Regions from separate parts of the Mus musculus genome. Here region 2 is linked to region 1. The links are chromatin contacts, called in public HiChIP or PLAC-seq maps. All regions are on one chromosome and are shown on one strand. Each heading gives the region's core, a stretch centred on a gene start, on an enhancer-like site or on the middle of the called end of the contact. The rest is flanking DNA. Distances are from core to core; before and after follow the strand shown.

What was found. HiChIP or PLAC-seq counts read pairs in DNA pulled down with a chosen protein or histone mark.
Region 2: a contact with region 1 is called in an H3K4me3 HiChIP or PLAC-seq map of the 230-238 cell line, with 27 read pairs. The contact joins the promoter of Jak3 here to the enhancer-like site in region 1. A contact is called at or near these places in 7 of 39 promoter capture datasets (embryonic stem cells, hematopoietic stem and progenitor cells, hippocampal neurons and 3 more), 5 of 15 datasets of contacts at CTCF or cohesin (CD8 T cells, embryonic stem cells and pro-B cells), 45 of 484 Hi-C or Micro-C datasets (the 63-12 cell line, B cells, the Ba/F3 cell line and 30 more), 13 of 115 datasets of contacts at active chromatin or transcription factors (the 230-238 cell line, the HPC-7 cell line, Th17 cells and 4 more) and 4 of 9 other capture datasets (adipose tissue, embryonic stem cells, liver and 1 more).

Annotation. Positions count from the first base shown.
Region 1 is chr8:71,629,552-71,636,863 of GRCm38.p6, forward strand. It overlaps Unc13a (unc-13 homolog A), which reads right to left. Exons shown (of 44, transcript NM_001029873.2): 38 at 6,987-7,016; 39 at 5,619-5,675; 40 at 5,338-5,418; 41 at 4,966-5,113; 42 at 1,403-1,495; 43 at 965-1,124; 44 at 1-172. Gm39195 (a long non-coding RNA gene) reads left to right here. Exons shown (of 2, transcript XR_870506.3): 1 at 1-275; 2 at 1,191-1,711. Mir6769b (microRNA 6769b) reads right to left here and starts at 1,555; the gene lies at 1,496-1,555. Within about 2 kb of position 4,615, at least 71 of the 459 cell types and tissues checked have an H3K27ac peak or open chromatin away from gene starts, as enhancers often do. A contact at or near this core is called in the 230-238 cell line, CD8 T cells, Th17 cells and 5 more, where this site is marked.
Region 2 is chr8:71,672,127-71,679,438 of GRCm38.p6, forward strand. It overlaps Jak3 (Janus kinase 3), which reads left to right and starts at 4,257. Exons shown (of 25, transcript NM_010589.6): 1 at 4,257-4,457; 2 at 6,203-6,395; 3 at 6,551-6,674; 4 at 6,852-6,963; 5 at 7,076-7,221. The coding sequence starts at 6,212.

The DNA of each region.
Region 1 (7,312 bases), core at 3,365-5,864:
CATGTGGATGCGGCGGCCGAGTGGAAGCCAGCACGCGGCGCTCCCGCGCTGGGCCAGCTCTCGCAGTTGCAGCACCGCCAGCCCCACCGTGCGGTCTTCGCGCGCAAAGCAGTAGTCCTTCACGCACACCTGCAGCTCGTAGCACTCGGGGCCCGCGTCGGCGCTCAGGGAGCTGTGGGCAAGGACCGGCTCAGCGAGAGGCCACCGTGAGCCCAGTCACCCGCCGTCACGCAGGGGAGCTACCAGCGAGCGGTTCACACCACACCGCCACATACGTTAGTAGTTCGTACTCCTAGAAAGTTGGCTAGAGAACCCCTTCCACGCTACCCAGGTTGCGCCCAGAAAAAGCCCTCCAACTAGGCCACGCCCACTAGGAAACCCACAGCCCAGACCCGATCTGCCCAGCGCATCCCGTAGGGCAGGCGACTAAGTGAACCCCACAGCGCAGCTGAGATCCTTAAGGCGCAGCAGCTTGAGTTTGGGCTCCGGCCACGCCCACTCCTTCCACCCATTCTGGCCACGCCCCATTCCCGGCCCTGCTGCACCCTGCCTTCTGCTCAGTTTCCTGGGATCGGGCCACGCCAGTCAGCCTCCTGTAGCCCCCGACTATCATCCCATCTCCCCAGTACCCACCTCTGCCGCGTATGGCGGCCATCCCTACCCTGCACCACACTCGAGCCAACTACTCTAAATGACAAAGCTATTGGCCGGAGCAGGCCAGTTGTTCTTAGGCCCTGACCTCTGTGACCTCACTCCCGCGCCCAGGATCCTCTCGCCCATCTTCTCTTCCCTCCTACTCCTACCCCAAGCATATCACCTCCCCAGGGACCTGCCTATCTGAGAACGGGACGGTGACCCGAAAGTCCCCCTTTGCACCTTGGCAATGGCTGTGCCCACCACCCCTGGGCACCAGTGGCACCCACTGGTCCCGAGGTTCATCTGAGGGTGTCCCCACCCGACTCACAACTGGAAGCTCTCGTTATACTTGGGCGCCCAGCTGTTGTTTTTGGATTTGGTGGCGAACTTGCGTTTCTTGTCGCTAAGCTGAGGTCCAACGATGTTGACCTCGATGAACGGGCGGAAGATGCCAGAAGTCTGCCACTTGAGGTCATTGGCGGCCACCACTGTTGGGGTAGAGGGGAAGTCTAGTGATGTTCCTCGTGTGACAAAACCACTCTCTGGTTTTTCAGGTCAGAAAGAGACTCCAGCAAGCCTCTCTGACAGGAGACGGGGGAAGAGGGACTAAGGCTTGGGGTCCTGTTGGAATTCCCGGATGCAGCCAAGCCTGACAAGGATTTAGCTCAGGATTTTTCCATTTTCTAAACCACCAAAGAAATCAATTCCCTGCCCTTGACCTTCAGTGAGTCTGAACTTGGTTCCTTCCCTCATCGGGCCAACTCACCCTTCACTGTGACCTTCTGTTCCCCAGTTCCTGGATGTGTGAACAGCTCCACGTGGACGGACACTTCACCTACAGGGTCCTCCACACCAGAGCCTGGGTGGGACAGGGAAGATGCCTGATGTGAACTAGGCTCTTCCCCACCCACCAGGAGCACCCTCAGTCACCTCCCCCACCCTGTGCTGGCAGCCACAGGTCACCGAAGCACTGAGGGGAGGGATGGCAGGTGCCACTAGGAAGCCAAGAGTCCTAAGTTGTGGGGTTTCGCTGCTTTGATGTGTGACTTGAGGCAAAAATCTCTTTTTTTGTTTGTTTGTTTGTTTGTTTGTTTTTCGAGACAGGATTTCTCTGTATAGCCCTGGCTGTCCTGGAACTCACCCTGTAGACCAGGCTGGCCTCGAACTCAGAAATCCGCCTGCCTCTGCCTCCCGAGTGCTGGGATTAAAGGTGTGCGCCACCACGCCCGGTCCGAGGCAAAAATCTCTTAACCTCCCTGAGCCGAGTGCATCTGCCTCATTTTCTCCTGGGCTCTCTCTCCCGCCTCCTGAGCCTGCTTCAATGATTCTCTCTGGCTGTCAGTGCTGCCGACTCTTCCACAGCTTTTCTCCCTCTCGCCTCTGTCCACCCAATTCCCTGTCCTCACACTAGCCCGAGGTGGTGGGACCCAGAAAAGTCCTGACTATGTTGCCTTCAAAATGTATCTGGAATCTGCTCATGTCCTGCACAGACCTGGCCCAGCTCCCACCCTGACACCCTGGCTAGTAGCTTCCCAGGGTCGGCTCTCCTCCCTCTCGGCCACCAATACAACAGTAAAAACGGCCTGGCCTAGCCCATCCCTCCTCTGCTCAAGAGCCTCCCGTGGCTCCCATCTCAGGCTCCAAGGAAGCACTTGTGTCTTCTTGCAGGCTCCCTCCCAAGAGGCCCTTAGAGTCCAGTGCCCCACCCACAGGCTCCTTCCCAGCCTTCTGAAGCCTCCCAGAATGCCCTGCCCTCTGACATGACAGCTTCTGTCGCCCCTGTCCTGACTCCAGATCTACTGGCAAACTTCAGTTCCCACTGAGCAGCTCTTCAAAAGCTGTGGTGACTTAGAGAGCTACAACAGTCCACATAGGGCATTTCCTGCCCGGGAAGCAGATTGCCCTCTGCATGGTCATGTGATCCAGGCTGGGCTAATAGAAACTCAGTTCCTAATTTTTATTGTAATCTGGCCACAAAGGTCTCCAAGGATACCAATTGACCAATGGCATTGGAATCTGGATCCAGCCATTCCTGATGTCAACAAACCCCTAATATTAGTTTCCTAGTCAACTAATTTGTCTGTGTGGTAGCCATGTGCAGGGCTCCTCCCAATCACCATTAAGTGTCATGCTGGTTATGCTGGGGACTCATGAGGGGTCAGTTTAAAAACTACTGCTTTAACCATCCAGACCTGTGACTCAGATGCACATCCCAGGGCCTGTGAGGCTGTGGCCACCAGCACCTCATCAATACCCCCCACCCCACCCAGCCCCGCCCCGCCCCAGGCAGCTCTCCACTCCCAGGGCACCCCATGCACGGGCATGGCAAGGAAGAGAATGTGGAAGGCAAGATGATCATCAGAGGTCCATCCAGGTTACCTGTGCTGGACAGGAAGTGATGGGGATCAGGAAACAGGGCGGCCAGGAGACTCCTGCGCTCATGGCCCCAGCACTGTCCACCTCAGGTGGTCACCCATATCATCTCAGATACCTCCCCAGTCACATGCTCAGCCCCCTCCCCCCAGGCCAATGCTTCAGCAAGCTCAGTCCGGGCCAGAGGTGGGGTGCTGGGGAGTTAGACATGGTGGGTTGTGTAAAAGGTCAGATCAAGGCCCAGGCTAGTAAGAAGTGAGGAGGGGGCGGTGCCAGCCCCCACCCCAGGTTTGCTGGCTCCACCAGGAAGGGGCTGTCACACACTCCACCCTCCCACCATAACCAGAGTCTCTTGTAGGGGAAGGAGGCTGCCTTGACCCTCAACCACAGGAAACCTCAGGTGCCTGTGGGAAGACTGGACAGGATGCAAGTTCTTTTTGGATGGGGGCGGGTATTTGACTAAGATTGGTGGGAACATGTGATCCCCCTATCACTGCTTCCCAAGTACAGGGACCACAGGCCTGTGCCATCAGGCACACCTGGAAATGTCCATCTTGACTATCCCTGTTTTCCAGGGGACAGAACAGTCAGGGAGGAGGCTGGCTGCAGAATGGCTGACTTAGGATCTGAGCACACTTCATTGTTTAGTTTTCTTGTGCTTTTCTGGGAATGGAAGCCGCAGGCCCAGCCTGGGATGCGTGTGTCTTGGGAGAAAGGGATGGGGACTCCTTCCCTGGGTGGAGCCAGCAAGCCGCCCTTCCCCATGTGCGAGGACATGGCGCCCCCGTGCGGGAAGGCCGGGGTCTTACTAGCCGGGCAGGGGGAAGGGCGCAGGCACCGGGCACCGCGTGCGGGTGGCGGGCGGCGCAGGCACGTACCCATCTCAGGACAAACGTCTTCACTAAGGGTAAACCTAGTCCCTTTTCCACCATGGACTGACCAGGATGGACAGGGAGGGAGGAGGAGAGGAGGGAGGAGTGTACGTGGCGGGGGGGGGGGCGGGGGGGGGAGGCGCAGAAAGGGGGCAGCGAGTGACAGGAAGAACAAGAGAGCAAGAGAGAGAGCAAGAGAGAATGAGAGAGTGAGAGAGAGAGAGAAAGAGAGAGAGAGAAGGGGAGAGAGAAAGAAACGTCAGTGCAGACGGACGGACAGACAGACAGCCTCCCACTCCGGGAACACTAGGGACACCAAAAGCAACAAGAACAGGAGAGGAAACTGAGGCTTGGGCTCCACCCGCTGTGCGGGGTTGGGGGCCATGGATAACAACCTCCCTCGTTCCACCACAAGAACAAAGCCTGAGGTCACCAACCTCTGCCCAGATGGCACCTTTGGGGTAATTCTGAACGGGGGTCCCGAGAGAGAGAGAGAGAGAGAGAGAGAGAGATACTAGGACCTTGGACCCCTGCCCTGTGGCCTCAGCTGCTGCATGGAGAGAGCTCAGAGGGACGGGGACAGAAGCAACACAGACAGACAGAGGGATCGGGGAGACCTGAGGCCCAGCACCTCCCAGGTCCCCACAACTCCCAGGGCCAGATCCTTGAACCTCCTAGACCTGTCAATCATTCCACATCTTTGACTTAGCGCAGAGGCCCCGCCCCCAAGGAGGAAGCCACGCTTTGAATCCATGACATCAGATTTCACCTAGAGCTGTCAATTTTCTCTTATTCTAAGAGTACCATAGAAGTCCTGCCCCAGAGCGGACAACCAGGTCCCGCCCCTCAATGACAGTCACTCCGTTGCCCTGGAAGCTTTAAAATCCTGGCTTCTGGAGTCAGTGAGGTTCCCTCCAACGGCTGCCCATCACCCCTTGTTTCTTTGTCTTGAAAGAATCACCTTTGGTGCCTAGATGTCGGATGCCCCGCCCCCATGGAGTTCTGTCAGTCATTCAGGGGAGGAGCCTGCGGCTGGGCGGGGAGACTCTGGTTGGCTCGGGAAGAAAGCACCAGATTCCCTTACCCTGCGCTGACTGCGTCTGCACGAAGGTTTTGATGAGCAGGTCGGTGGCTTGCGTGTAGAGCGACAGGGCGTAGCGCAGGGACTGGAGGTCCGGGCTCTTCTCCAGGAAGGTCTTCTTGAGGCCAACGCCCCCCGCGTGGAAGTATTGCTGAGGGTGGACACAGTGAGGCTTCAGATGGCTCCCAGCACCTCTCACCCTCCCCATCTTCACCAGGCCACAGCTGCCCCAGGACCACTGTATTTACTGTATGCACAGATGGAAAGTTACTCCCTGCTCGCTACCCATATACTTTACTTTGTAAATTCCTATGCATTCCTCAAATCCCACTTTCTCATGCCCTCTCTTAAAACCCTCTGTAGCCCCTCCCTTACCTTGATGGTGTCCAGGGCCAGTTCAACAACAGCACACTGCTTCGGGGTCAAGCTCTTGGCTTCTTCCCGCACCATGTGATCCTGTGGGGATGGCAGGGAGAGGTTAGGTGGGCAAAGCTTTTACACTGTGAGCCTTTGCTTTCCATGCTGTGGATCAAGTGATCTGTATCCTTGATCCATTATACTCAAGGACATTTTAAGTGGGATTCAGGTCTGGGAGCAGGGATTTTTGCCTGTTGATCTGTTCCTAGTCTTTCTCCTGAGAGCTTCTGCCCCCTCACCTTAAGTTTGGACAGCTGGCCCAGCTCCTTGGCAGCATTGAAGATCATTTGTGTCCCCTGTGGAAAACAGCAGGTAGCTCGGGTGAGAGTGTGCGTTTTCTAAATAGTTCCCCATCCTGAGTGACCCAAACCCAACTGCCAACTTGGTTCCTGTCCAAAGGTTCAAGCAATGCTTGAGACCCATGGACAGCAGGATCAGGAGCTCCAGTGAGATCCAGGGGCACATGGCACCTTGTTGCAGGAGAAGCCCGGTTCTCTGGGAAGACTGCCCACCCTGTCATACCCACCATGACCTCACAACTGGAAGACATAAGAGAAACAGGCATGTGGCCGCCTGTCCATGTGTGGCGTGATGAGGGAGGACAGAGATGGGCTTGTTAGTGGCAATGGGTCCTGAGCCAGGCTGGGCATTCAGGGACCCACCTTGGGGGAATTTCCTTTCCCCTGGTCACCCCTGGGGGTGGTGTGGAGGACTCTTTGAGCATCAGGAAGACTCCTCACATACTGGCATCTGCATACACTTCCCCTCTCCCCAAGATGCCCACCAGATGCCAACTATGGCTATGCAGAGCCAGGCAGGTCTTGGTGAAAACTCCAGCCAGGCTATGCAGCCCTGGATAGGTGACTTAACCCCTCTGAAACTGCTACCCCTTTAGATGGTGGTCACAGCCACCCTATGGCCTTGAAAGAATGTGTAATTCCTTGATGTCTTGTTTGCTGTCTTGGTCTCATCACAGGTAATGCCTGGCAGAATGGGTCCCATCCTCAGATTCTCCACTGAACTGCAAGACCTCAGGCCTAGTCTTTTCTGGGCCTGGTATCTCCATGCTAATTAGTAACTTGTGGGAGGGAAGCTGGCTCCACCAGCTAGGATGGCCCAGGGCTATGGTTGGCCTGTTTAGCAGAGGATGTTTGGAAACACCACCTGGCTTTGAGACTTCAGGCTGTCACTCTGTGCTATTCTGTCCTGCTGGGGATGGAAACCAGGCCCTCACACACACATCAGGACAAAAGTCACAGTCTGGCCCCGTGAGTGCTCAGTGAGCGGCTTCTGCTGCACTACAGCCCTGTAGTCTTAGGGTTCCCTGAGGCTGTGAGCTGGAGTTACCAGAGCCTACCTGTCTGAGCCTCAGTTTCCCTTGTTGCACCCACCTGTGCTCCAGTGCAAAGCAGGGGGCCCTCCTGAGCACCCTCCACGCCTCCCACTGCCCTTCCCTACCCACCAACAAACAAGTCAGACAGACAGAGGAAGAAGAAATAACAGACAGGGCCACAGGATGCCCCCGACGGCACGGACCACAGAGAGGAAGGGCAGGGAGGAAGAGGGATGGGGTGGGAGCCAGACAGACAGTGAGAGGCCAGGCTTACGTCTGAGTGGCTTGGCAGTTTCACCCTGCCCTGTGGAGAGAACCAGGCGGAGGTCAGAGTTCTGATGCGTGTTGGGAGGATACTCAGTGGGACTTCCCTGCCCCTTGGAATCATAGGGTGAGCTCCCCCCAGTCATTGAAGTGGATACTAGTGCCTCCCATCTGAGGCATCTACCTTTGTCTCTGAATGTAGACTTCTTGACCACTGCACATATTGGGGACTCCTAGAAGGCTATAACCCCGACTACAGGAGAAGGCAAGGAGAGGGAGGGCTCGAGGTCTCTGTACCCCCCACATGCCCCAAGCCAGTGTTGGGGAGGCCTGAAA
Region 2 (7,312 bases), core at 3,007-5,506, 42 kb after region 1:
CGTATGAGGCATATACTCTACCACAGGCACATATCTCTGCCCATTTTATAACTTTACTTCTTGCGGGCCATGGACGTAATAGATCTCTGCGAGTCTGTGGCCATCCTAGTCTGCATAGTGAGATTCTATCTCTAAAAACCAAAACAAACAAAAAACACACGTTTATTGGGTCTGGAGAGCTGCCCAGAGGTTAAGAGCACCAGCTGGTCTTCCAGAGACCCCAGCCTTCTGTTCCTCGCACCCACATGGTAGCTCCCAACCATCCACAGACATGCACAGAAAGCAAAATAAATCTAAAATTTTTTTTATACATTACATTGTTTATGTGTGTAGAAATGAGGCACACACATATCACAGCGCCCATGGAGATCAGAAGGCAACTTTCCAGACTTGATTCTCTTTCCACTATGTGGGTTCCAGGAATAGAATTCATGGCTTCAGGCTTGGCAGGAGGAGCTCACTGGGATATTGTGCAGAGCTTCTTGATTTTTTTCCATGTGTGGAATGTGTGTGTGTGTGTGTGTGTAAGACAGAGTTTGCATGTGCCTGTGTGTGCATGTGAGTATGTTTGTGTGTGTCCATGTGTCTGTGTGTGTGAGTGTGTCTGTATGTGTCTATGTGAGTGTGTTTGTGCTTGTGTGTCTGTGTCTGTATAAGTGTGTGTGTATGAGTGTGTCTGTATGTGTTTATGTCTGAGTGTGTGTTTGTGTATCTGTGTGTCTGAGTGTATGTGTCTGTATCTGATAGTGTGTGTGTATGTGAGTGTGTCTGAGCACACACACCTGTGCATGTAAGCCCAGTGAACAACCCTGGATGCTGTTCCTCATGCACAGGTCACTTATTCATCATTGTAGCTGTTGGTAGCAGTGTCTTACTGGCCCTAAGCTCACAGCTTAGACTGGCAGCTCCTGGAGAAGGGCCTGGAGGTATGTATCAGCAGCTCCTCCTGTAGGCTTTGGAGACAGAATGGCGGCCACCCTGGCACCTCCACTTCCCTTAGGCACCTCAGGAGCATGGTAGCTACCCAGCCATCTTCACAGCCCTCTGCTGCTCTAATTAAAATTTATTTGCATTTATTTTACATTTGTGACTGTTCTGCTTGTATGTCTGTGTCCCACCTCAGTGCTTGGTGCCCACACAGGCCAGGAGAGGGTGTCAGGTCACTGACACAGGGGTTGCAGTGGTGCTGAGCCACCTTGTGGGTGCTAGGAATCAAACTTGGGTCCTCTGGAGGAGCCAGTACTCCTAACCACTGAGATGCTCAATTCCCCTGCCCCCTTCCCCCTTTGCAGAGTGACCTTCATGCTTGCTCACATGCTGAGCTAATTATGTGTTGGTGTAAATTCTAGACTCCTCCTCACTGTTTATAGGGGTGGCCCTGAGTGAACTGCCCCAGACAGCTAAGCCTCCTGTCTTGCGCTGCGCAGCCTCCACTCCCACCTGTGAGCCAGCTCCTCGCAGCCTGAGCTCCTTCCTTTAGTGTCCTTGGCTCCTGTTTTCTTTTTTTTTTTTTTGTTTTTAAGATTTATTTATTGATTATATGCAAGTACACTGTAGCTGTCCTCAGACACTCCAGAAGAGGGAGTCAGATCTTGTTACGGATGGTTGTGAGCCACCATGTGGTTGCTGGGATTTGAACTCCTGACCTTCGGAAGAGCAGTCGGTGCTCTTAACCGCTGAGCCATCTCTCCAGCCCGGCTCCTGTTTTCAATACTGCCATGCTCACTGTCCTCCATACAACCTACTGGGCTCCTCCTGTTAAGCCTCAAAAATCTATGTAAGGCCAGGTTGACCTCCAGCTATCTCTGTCCTAGAACAAGGCAGAAGTTTCCTAGAGCACAGAGTGTTTGGGACAGGAGCCTCATTCAGGTCTTACCCAGAATATTTTGTGACTGGCTGGACATGACTCAGGGGCAGACCCTATCCTATCTTAGTCTTCTATTGCTGTGAAGAGAACTTGACCAAGGAAACTCTTACAAAAGTAAACATTTAGTTGGGGCTGTCTTACAGTTTCAGAGGTTTAGCCCACTATCACCATGGAAACCTGGAAGTGCCCAGGCAGACATGATATTTCTCCATCTGGATCGACAGGCAGCAAGAAGACAGAAACTCTGAGCCTAGTTTAAGCATTTGAAACTACAAAGCCCCAGTGACTCTTCCTCCAATAAGACCATGCCTCCTAATGGTGCCTCTTCCTGATGAGCCTATAGGGGACAGTCTTACTCAACCCCTACACACCGCTGCCTAGGATACCACAGTGTATGTGTGTTGGGGGGACTGGATTGCACAGTGTCCTAGGTTCCATTCCCAATATTCCACCCCCATATCTCCCAACTCTTGGTGCCTCAGTTTTGCCATCTGCAAAAGAGGGATTATAACAAATGACTTTGTGTTTTTGAATCCAAACCTACAAACTCGGGAATCCTAAGGGCTCCAATTCTTTTTTTTTTTTTTTAAAGATTTACTTATTATTATATCTAAGTACACTGTAGCTGTCTTCAGATGCACCAGAAGTGGGCATCAGGTCTCATTATGGATGGTTGTGAGCCACCATGTGGTTGCTGGGATTTGAACTCAGGACCTTCGGAAGAGCCGTCGGTGCTCTTAACCACTGAGCCATCTCTCCAGCCCAAGGGCTCCAATTCTTATGAGTACTTGTTTCGCCGGGTGTGGTGGTGCACGCCTTTAATCCCAGCATTTGGGAGGCAGAGACAGGTGGATTTCTGAGTTCGAGGCCAGCCTGGTCTACAAAGTGAGTTCCAGGGCTATACAGAGAAACCCTGACTCGACCCCCCCCCCCAAAAAAAAAAGAGTACCCGTTTCACTTTTTAAAAAATTTTAATTAGCTTTCAGCAGTAAGGCAGAGGTGAGGCCACTCCAGGACAGAATGGAGGATGACAGGCCCTGCAGGCTCCCTATTGCCCCCCAAATTTAATTCCCTTATTTTGCTGCTTCTTGCTTCTCACAAATATTGCTATGTTCCATGTGCTTTGAACTATTTGTAACAGAACCCAACAGTTGCCTTTTTCTTCTTTTCTTAAAATTTTTTTAAAATTTATTTTGTAAGACAAGGTTTAGTTGTATAGTCTGAGCTGGTCTGAAACTTTCTATGTGGACCAGGCTTGGCTCAGACTGGCAGCAATCCTCCTGCCTTGGCCTCCTGAGTGGTGGGATTGTCACACATGTGCTACAATGGCCTGTTGGTGTCTTCTTCGTGTCCTACATGGGTAGGGCCAGAGAAGGAGCTATGCTGGTGGCCAGTAACAACCCAGCCATACTCCTACCTCCATCCAGCTGTTTTACATGGCAACTGGGATGAAATCTCAGGTATTGGTGCTTATGCAAATGTTCCACCCCTGAGTCGTGTCCCCAGCCCCTCACTGGGGGATTCTAGGTAGGAGCTCCACCAGTGAGCTGTGTGGCACATATTGGTTTGTTCTGCCAGTCTTCTGCCTCATCGTCTGCATCACACCTGCTATCTCTTCACGTTTCCATTCCTGGCATCTGTTTCCTCACGTCATCCTCTCTCAGACAGAGGCCTGACCTGCTGTGTGTGGTGTTAAAGGACTTGTGGATGCTCTGGGTCCCAGGCACCCACCAGGAGGGGCATCTGAGAACAGAACTTGGCATGCTTTAGGGAAGCACAGCTGCACAGTTCTCTCCCCCAGGATCACTCTTAGTTCTACCCCATGCAGCAGACACTGCCACTGGCAACAGATGGGTAAACGGAGGCACCAGGGTGCATAGCCAGGGATGGAGGACTGGAGAACGGGCTCCTGCCATCACCATCTGAGGCCTAGGAGTTCTTTTCAGAATCCTCCAAGCTGTACCTGTGGGTTCCAGTGATGGAACTCAAGTCGATTTGTGTGGCGATAGCGTATACTCCTCAGCCTTCTAGCAAGCCTCATCTCATAGCTTTTGAGCAGAATAAAAGGCGAGGTTTTCAGAGGAAGTGGGGGCACGCCCAGCAAGCAGGTGGGCTTCCCAGGAGAAGGCCCCTCTTAGTTCATTAGGACTGGAGGCCCAGAGGTTTGGTTTTTTTCCGCCCGTAATTTTTTTTTTTAAACATTACGCAGTGTGTCTTTTAGGAGGTTAAAGGTTGGAGGCGGAGTGGAAACTGAAGCCTGAAATGTGTTCTAGCCGCAGCAAGTCCCTGCCCGGGCTGGCTCAGGTTGTTCCAAGGACATGCAAAGACAGGAGCCCGAGGCGGGGAGTGCTCTGTAAGCTCAGGTCCCCAGCAGCACCCCAGCCTTTCTGTCTCTGCACAGCTCCCACCCCAGAAGGGTGGCCTGCGGCACAGGTTTCTAGTCTCCCCCGGGCTTCCCGCCCCGCCCCGCCCCCAGGGCGCCCTGACTTTCCGTAAATGACGGCGGCCAGGAAGCTCAGGGGCCGCACAGGAAGGAGCAGGGACTTTCCTGTCGCAGCCTCGGCTGTCCTTTGCCTCGGCACAGCTGCAGGTAGGAGCGCGGGGCACAGGTTCAGGGCGCGGGTGTGCGGGCGCGGGAGCGGGAGCGGGGCGCTGCCTAGACACCGCATTGGCGGCTCAGCAGCGCGCATGCGCGGCGGGCTCCCCAACCCCACCCTCCCTGTTCTAGGAGTGGGGAAGTAAAGGGCCTGAACTTTCCATTTGGTATAATCTCATACTTCTTTAATATTCGTGTCCGCTTTGTTGTTTTATGTCTTATATTTTGAGGATGGCTCTCCGTCCGTAGCCCTGCTGGCTTAGAAGTCACTATGTAGCCCCAAACTCATAGCAATCCTCCTGCAGCCTTCCCAGGAGCAAAAGAACAGGGAAGACAATGTTGATGGTTTTATTTTTGTACACTTCTATAACATTTTAATCTGTTTTATTCTGCGTGTGTGTGCGTTGCACATGTTCCGAGGTCAGAGGAGTGGGTTCGCGCCTTCTAACATGTGGATCCTGGGGACCAGCAGGCTAGGTGGCAAGCGCGTCTTTACTCCCTAAGCCATGTTGGTCACCCTAATTTGTTTCTTGAGACAGGGTCTGACCTTGAACATATAATGACAGTTGTGTACCACCACCTCTGGTAATAGGTTAATGACTTCTTCAGTTCTCGATTTGAGACAGGGTTTCTCTGTGTAGCCCTGGAACTCACTCTGTAGCCCAGGTTGGCTTCCAACTCACAGAGATTCACATGCCTCTGACTCCAGAGTGCTGGGATTAAAGGCATGCACCACCACCACCGCCAAGCTAGATTTTTTTATTTTTTAAAATACAGTCTCATGCGCTGGCCTGGGACTTCTCTCTCTCTCTCTTTCTTTTTTCGAGACAGGGTTTCTCTATGTAGCCCTGGCTGTCCTGGAACTCACTTTGTAGACCAGGCTGGCCTCCAACTCAGAATCCACCTGCCTCTGCCTCCCAAGTGCTGGGATTAAAGACGTGTGCCACCACTGCCCTTCTTGGCCTTGGCCTTCTAATCTTCTGCCTCCCCCTCTGGAGTTTTCTGGTCAAAAGTGTGTGCTGCTATGCCTACTTTTGTTGTCTTATCATGGGAGGGGTGCACATGAAGAGGCCAGAGGGCAAATTTATGCAGTTAGCATACCCTTTTCACAGCTTTGTTTGGACTTGGTTGTGAGCCTTCTTCCTGGCCTTGAGGACTGGTCTGAGCAGCTGAAGGGCTGTTTCCTGCCTTTTCTCTCAGGCCCAGGCCCCACCCCTTGCCCTCAGCAGCTCTGAAGGGTGGGAAGTGTATTTTCACACAGGCCACTGCAGAGAACCTCCCTACTGTGAGGACCAAAGAGGAGCATAAAATAGATGTTGGACATGGGGTTAAATGGGCTGAAGAGAGACCAGAAAGGGTTGGGAGACAACATAGGTCCCTGTGCGCATATCTACAGATTTATGCACAGGACACCCATCACAGAAGCTTCTGGTTCCAGTCAAGATGGTCCTGTGACCTTTAGACCTGTAGGGAATAAGACAACTGTCCCCATCCTTCTGTACACCCCTGTTTCCTGTTCAGACCTGTTTCTATATCTGCTGTCAATTGCTCCTGCCTGCCTGGAATATTGGCTTGGCTGACTATGCTAGGATGTGGAGGTCTGTGGATCAATTGGTGATGTCTGCAGGGGTGCAGACATGCACAGACTCAAAGACACCTAGTCCCCAGCTTGGCTGTCACTTGGGGGCATGTGGCTCTTCTTCCCTCTTTCAGTCACACCCCCTTCCATGCCTCTTCAGGTTATACTCATGGCACCTCCAAGTGAGGAGACACCTCTGATCCCTCAGCGCTCTTGCAGCCTCTCATCCTCAGAGGCAGGAGCCCTGCATGTGCTCCTTCCTCCCCGGGGACCTGGGCCTCCCCAGCGATTGTCATTCTCTTTTGGGGACTACTTGGCTGAGGATTTATGTGTGCGAGCTGCCAAGGCCTGTGGTGAGTGGGTCCCTAGATGACCATGCCATGTAATAGCAACATCTATTGAGAAAGGGGATGCTGGGGTTTTGAGGGGTGTGGAATTTTGGTAAGGGAGGATCATGGGATCAGCCCGTGTAGTTGACTTGGGTGAACTGATGTGCCCATCCCTTCAGGCATCCTGCCTGTTTATCATTCGCTTTTCGCTCTGGCCACTGAGGACTTCTCTTGCTGGTTTCCCCCAAGCCACATCTTCTGCATAGAGGACGTGGACACTCAAGTCTTGGTCTACAGGCTACGGTAGGAAGTGAACCCCTTGATTTATCTTCAGGGTAGTATTTCTATTCAGTCTATAGTAGAGGCTCTTGAAACCAGAGAGGTTGGGCTGTTTGCTGTAGGCCACACTGCACTTCAGTGACCCAACTTGGGCTCTGGGAAGCCAGAGCTGAGTGGGCCACCCCATTCTGAAACCCACAGCTTTTATTTCCCTGACTGGTTTGGGCTGGAGACATGTCACCGCTTTGGGCTGCGCAAAGATTTGACCAGTGCCATCCTTGACTTACACGTTTTAGAACATCTCTTTGCTCAGGTTGGTATTCTTCGGTGGGGAAGGCTCAACCCAGGGATGGGGGACCCCAAGGTAACAAATCCCAGCACCCAGGACGGAACCTCACCTAACCACCCTTCTGTGGCTGACCCAGCACCGCAGTGACCTGGTGAGTGGGCGCCTCCCGGTGGGCCTTAGCATGAAGGAGCAGGGAGAGTTCCTGAGCCTGGCCGTGCTGGACTTGGCCCAGATGGCTCGTGAGCAGGCCCAGCGCCCAGGAGAGCTGCTGAAGACGGTCAGGTGAGGGCCTCGGGCCACCCCTTCGTGGTCTTCTTTGGCTGCGGATCTAGGGCCCTATCGTTTTCCCTTACTGGAACACATACCTCCTTCC